Regions from separate parts of the Bos taurus genome. Here region 1 is linked to region 2. The links are chromatin contacts, called in public Hi-C maps. All regions are on one chromosome and are shown on one strand. Each heading gives the region's core, a stretch centred on a gene start, on an enhancer-like site or on the middle of the called end of the contact. The rest is flanking DNA. Distances are from core to core; before and after follow the strand shown.

What was found. A called contact is a pair of places that touch in the nucleus more often than the background predicts.
Region 1: a Hi-C map of liver shows a contact between it and region 2, with 2.5 times the contacts expected there. The contact joins the enhancer-like site here to the promoter of EFHC1 in region 2. A contact is called at or near these places in 2 of 11 Hi-C or Micro-C datasets (liver and skin fibroblasts).

The regions. Positions count from the first base shown.
Region 1 is chr23:25,038,054-25,040,753 of ARS-UCD2.0, reverse strand. No RefSeq gene overlaps it. Among named protein-coding and RNA genes, the nearest start is that of TMEM14A, 17 kb to the left of the region's middle. Within about 2 kb of position 1,448, at least 1 of the 102 cell types and tissues checked has an H3K27ac peak or open chromatin away from gene starts, as enhancers often do. A contact at or near this core is called in liver, where this site is marked.
Region 2 is chr23:24,841,895-24,844,594 of ARS-UCD2.0, reverse strand. It overlaps EFHC1 (EF-hand domain containing 1), which reads right to left and starts at 1,449. Exons shown (of 11, transcript NM_001192244.1): 1 at 1,290-1,449. The coding sequence starts at 1,352.

The DNA.
Region 1 (2,700 bases), core at 199-2,698, 200 kb before region 2:
CCTAGGCCTAGCACAAGAAGGGACTTACCAGATGTCCAGTGAATGAACAAAGTGAATGGATGAATGAATGAGGGTACAAATCAGTTACTTATGAATAACACAGAAATACTCATGTTTCCAAAGAAAAAATTTCTGATGACCATCAGTCAGTTCTCTCTCTCCTCTTCCTGGGAGTGTGAGGTATACAGAACAGTTCTAGCCTGTTTATGAAAAATACTTTTTCTTGTTGAATATTTAAATCAGATAAGTGTTTTAAAAACTGAAGTTGCTGTGTCCCTGGAAAGGATTTGGACTGCACAGATTTCAACGAACTTCCTTAAACTCTGTTACTTGTTCTAATATTAAAAGAAAAATCAAAATTGACAAAGGGCTTTCTTTAGTTGCATGTGTTTACAGCCTAGTTACTACCCAAACAGGCTAAAGAGTAGGTTTAAAAACAACAACAACAGCTCTACAGAGCTCTATTGCCCATTCATCTGTCTGCATATAAATTATTGGATCTATTTACAGTCCAAATGCTAGAAACCCCCAAGTACTTGAATAGCAGGCTCTTGTATTTCTGTCTCTTTAATCCTAGGCTGATCTGACCATTGCCAGCAATAGAATTTAGCTGGTGAGTCCAACGTGAAATCAACGAGGGCTGATCTTTTCCATTCTTGAAGTTGGCTTTGACAGGGACCACAGGAGTCAATGGGACCTCTGTGTGTGGATGGGATTCCCAGGAGAGTCAGGAAGGGACGGATGATTCATGAGATAAAACATCCCAAAGGGACTCCACTTCCCTTTTAATTTTGTGTCCATGTGAGGAATTTTGAAAACCAATGCTGCTGAAGACAAAATTCCCATCATGAGCTAAACAGGCTCCCTGACAGAGAGGAAACACAAGCTTCTGAGAACCAGGGTCCAATTCTCTTTACATAGAGGCCACACCGGTGAAGAAGGGCACCCAGCCAAGTAGGGTGCATGTTCTTTCAAATGGGACGGGGGCCTTGACCCCCTTCTGAAGAACCTTTTTCCACTCTGATTCCATAAGAATAAGTCAGTAATCTGCTCTGAGTGATCAAATGCCATTTTTCTCTGAGTCTGCTTGTCTCTGCTTCCTTTTTGTTCTGTGTAGCTGCTTCAGCTTTTTGAATGGCTTTTTCTGTCCTAGTTTATCACAGGTTTGAGTTGCATCCGTATCGGGAGTTCTCTCTTATGGTAGATTTGGCACCAACTGGAGAAGTTGAAACCCTCCCTAAGTCAGATCCAGTTCCAGGGAACCCCAGGGAACCATCCGTGCACTTTGGATGCAGTGGTTTGGGTTTTATCTGAGTTTTGTCTCATTTGCTGCAACCTGGAACATACTTGATTATGTAAGAAGTTTTACAAACATGGGTCTAGTCTGGCCACAGAATCCACTCCCTGCCCCCACCCTGCAATCTCGAAAGCCCAGCAACCTGCTGGGGTGCGTCCTCTGGGTCAGCTGCCGTCTAATCCAAGTTGACAACTTGAGAAGGGCTCCTGCAGGTGGACTTTCTACCTTTGAAGACCCAGGCCCCGTGGGGGACCACCCTGCTGCCACATCTTTCCGGCTGCTCCCTGGGAATGTTTTGTTCTTTCAGTTACATCTGGATCCAGCTAATGAAAACAGAATGTGACAGATAGTCTATGTTGGGGATTTTTCTGCCTTTATTCCTCCTCTCCTCCAAAATGCAGAGAAAGGCTAATCATAAATTAGCCTTCACCACAGGTATTGTGAGTCCCTCCAGTTTCCTCTTGTTTTTAGAGGTTTTACCCCTCTTGTAAAAATGCACAAGGACAGCATGCTTGTTACAGAAAAAGTAGGTAAAAAGAAAAACATCTTAAAATGATTTTTCAGTAAAAATATCAGGCTGAGGTATTGCCTGATACTTTGCTCCTTCCAGTCTTTCTAACTCAGCTCCTGCTCACTTTCATCAAGTACTGATCTTACCCTTCACGGGGACAGTGCCCCTAGCAACCAACATTTTTTTTTTTGTTTTATTCCTAAACTGCTTTAGTGAAGTTACTTTAAGAAAAGTGTTCTCCCAAACAAAATGCAAAAGAAACATATCCATGATAGAACAAAATATTTTAATGAACAGTTTAAACAACTCTTTTATAAGTGAGTTTCTGAATGGGCCATGGCACCGCTTCTTAGGGTGGCTTCCTCTGACCAGCCTTAGTCCTGATGTTACACGAGCCTGGGTAATTTGTCTCTTGTGGGTGACATCCAGAGTTCTCTATTTAGGCCCTCTGAACAGTGGTTCAGGCTGGTTGCCAGGCTGACCAGGCTCTCAGCTCCCAATCTGCGGGATGATGCCTTTTCTTGCACATTCTTATTCTATGCCTCTACAACCTCCTTTTCCCATTTTGGGGATGATAGTGTGTCAGGTATGAACCGCAAGTCATAAATTGAGGAAAGACCTTGAGGATTCTTTGTCTGTAAACAAACTTACTTTCTACTTCAAACCTCCATTTAATATGATGGTAGGAGTTTAATCTGTCCAAGTGGGTTTACACACGGGTACAGATCTGCCTCGTCTGGGCCACAGTCTATCCACGCTGGTATCCCGCAGTGGATGCCTGCTCTCACCTGGCCTTTGCACTGTGCAGGTCAGTGCTAAGTCATCCCTGACCCAAGGCCCCCAGTTCCAGCTTGCTTTCAGCTCAACCCTTTACTGCTTGGAGCACAAAGGT
Region 2 (2,700 bases), core at 200-2,699:
AGGTTTCAGCAACACAGTGGGATATTTGTACAGGAAGAGAAGGAAGACTACCTCATTTTGTCTGCATCATCTCATCCTCCAATCCAGCACTGTTCAGTGCCAGGAGACAACTTCCCCTCAACAGGAAAGGAAGAGCCAAGTGAGCAGTCAGGCTCCAGTCTTTTTTACTTTACCTTCATGACCAAGGAGAGGAACTTATTGTTTAAATTGTTAAACTACATAAATGATTATTGTTTCATCTTTGAAAATCAGCCTATTGAATCTTAATGCTGACCTTCCCACACATATTTCAGCAACCCTGAAATTTCAGTATTAAAATCATAATTTTGTCAAGGGCTAAACTGTGTTGGAGAAAAAAAACACAAGCCTATTTTTTTTTTCCTCTTCAGTTTTGTCTAGAAGATACAACTAACAACACTTAAGGTAGGGGAGGAGTCAAACAAAATCCAAATAGGAATCTTTTATAAAAATGTTAAAAGCGAAAAGAAAAGGGCTAGAGAAGAAAAAACAAGAACACATCAATTGTGGCAGAGGGAACTAAAGTGCAATTATCTCCTACAAAGCACCTGAGGATGATTTGGGAGGAAGATGGCCAAGTGCTGAAAATTTAACTTTCCAAGCGAGAGGATTTGGGGGAAAAGATTAAACAAGACTGCAGAAAAAGTCGACGTGCTGGACAGAAAAGGAGATGGGGCTTGGTAGAAGCATAAATGAGACCGAGGAAAAGGACCTGACATAACGAAGCCAACAGATGGAAAATGGAGTTGGGAGTGGGAGCGATTACTGGGTCTAGGATTCAGAAGAGGGAAATGCGGGCGGCAATGATGGGCTTGGGGAGAGTGGGCGGGATGGGGTTGTGGAAATAAGGATGAAGGCGTATAGAAGTTGAGTCGGGGAAGGGGCCCAGGTTGAGGGAAGAAGAGTTTAAGGATGGAACTGGGCAGAAAGGGGTATGTGCAGAGGGAGAATGAGCTAGGCAGAAGGCCGAGGGAGCTCGGGAACCAGGTGGGGAAAACCAGCAAGAGCAGAGCAGCAAGGAAGAACGCTGGGAGGCCAACAGACTGCCAGGATGGAGTGGAAAACCCAGAAAGGGATGGGCTGAAAGCAAACTGGAGAAAGAGAGTGAGGTTGGGTGGGGGGTGGGGGTGTGGAGAACAGCGTTGGGGGCAGAGAGAGGGTTTGAAGGGGAAAAGGCCAAACTCGCGTGGACGAGCAGAGACGCAACCTGCTGCGAGCTCTCCGAGGCTGCCAGGAGGTGGGGACAGGGGTTTGGCCGGAGACGTCCTCACCGTTAAGTCCTTAAAGGACGTGCCTGGGAGAAAGGGCAGGCCATGCACTGGGTTAGACACCATCGCGCCCGCTCTCGCTGCAACCACCCGAGTAGGGTTTGGCTCTCCTGGGTTGCCAGGGGAACCAGCGGCGTTCTGGGCGGCCCGGCAGCTCCATGGTAACGCCAAACACGCCGAGCGCTTGCGGAAGAGGGGCGGGGCCCGAGACGCAGGAGTGTCCGGTCAGCGCGTGCGCAGCCCGTGGACTAGACGTTCTCGCGGGAGTGTGGCCGAGCGGAGCTGGCCCCGCCCCGCGCAGTCACATGAGAACACGGGGCGGGGCGAGGCGAGGTGGTTTGGGATGACGTGGTGGTTCTCCCCTTGAGGGTCCGGGTTCCGGGCGGGTCCTTAGATCAGTGACAGGGGAAGGGTCCTTCCTTCGCTCCATCCCAGTCCTCACCTCACCTCACCTCGCCCGTCCCGCTCGCTCTTCTCCCACCCGTGGGAAAAAGGCTCTTGTCCCAGTTCACACGGAAGTGTCACTGGTTGGTTCCGGTTGAAAGTGTTACTTCTGAACCCGTGCTTCCCTGGGGCCAGGGACTGAGAAATATTCATTATTGTAATTCTGTTGTTCAAGGATGTTCAATAAACAAAAGCAACTGACTGGTGCCTAATCCTCCAACTACGTCATTCAAGTTTTTTCCTACTTTACCTTTCTGAAGGAAATGGCAACCCACTCCAGTATTCTTGCCTGGAGAATCTAATGGACAGAGGAGCCTGGCGGGCTACATACAGCCCATGGGGTCGCCAAGGGTCGGACACGACTGAGCGACTAAGCGCAGCACATTCTATTTCTACACCCTCCTTCACAGGCCTTGGTGGGGGCGGGGGGGTCTTACATATTCACCGCAGGACACTCAGTATTTGTTGACTGGAGAGCTACACGGCGCTCCTGTCAATTCTCTGAGTATCTACGATCACTACCTACAGTTGCAATAAAAAGATCAGACCCACGAGGGGAAATACATCTTCCAAGAAAAATTTGTCATAGCAGAGAAGCAAATAAGCGCGGTGATAAATTGTCAAAACCGTAGGTACTCTTTTTACAAAACTTGTTTAAATTATTATCCCTTAAAAAATGTAATCCTGTACTTGAAACATCTTCAAGAAAGGAAAAAACAAGCTATCAGAAGCGCTGAGGAGCTTAAAAAGAAAAACAAAACCCAGATGCCTGGACATTGGATTCATTGGGTTTGAAATGGGGCCCAGGCATCTGATTTTTATAACAGCTGTTTCTGAGAATGAGCCAGTTTAACGGAGTGCAATAGAGTAGCAAGCTTCGCGCCAAAGGCATCCATGTCATGGGTGGTTTACTGCCAATACAGACAAAGGCTTTAGTTTTACTGCTGCTTGTCAGAGTAAATCCCCCTGA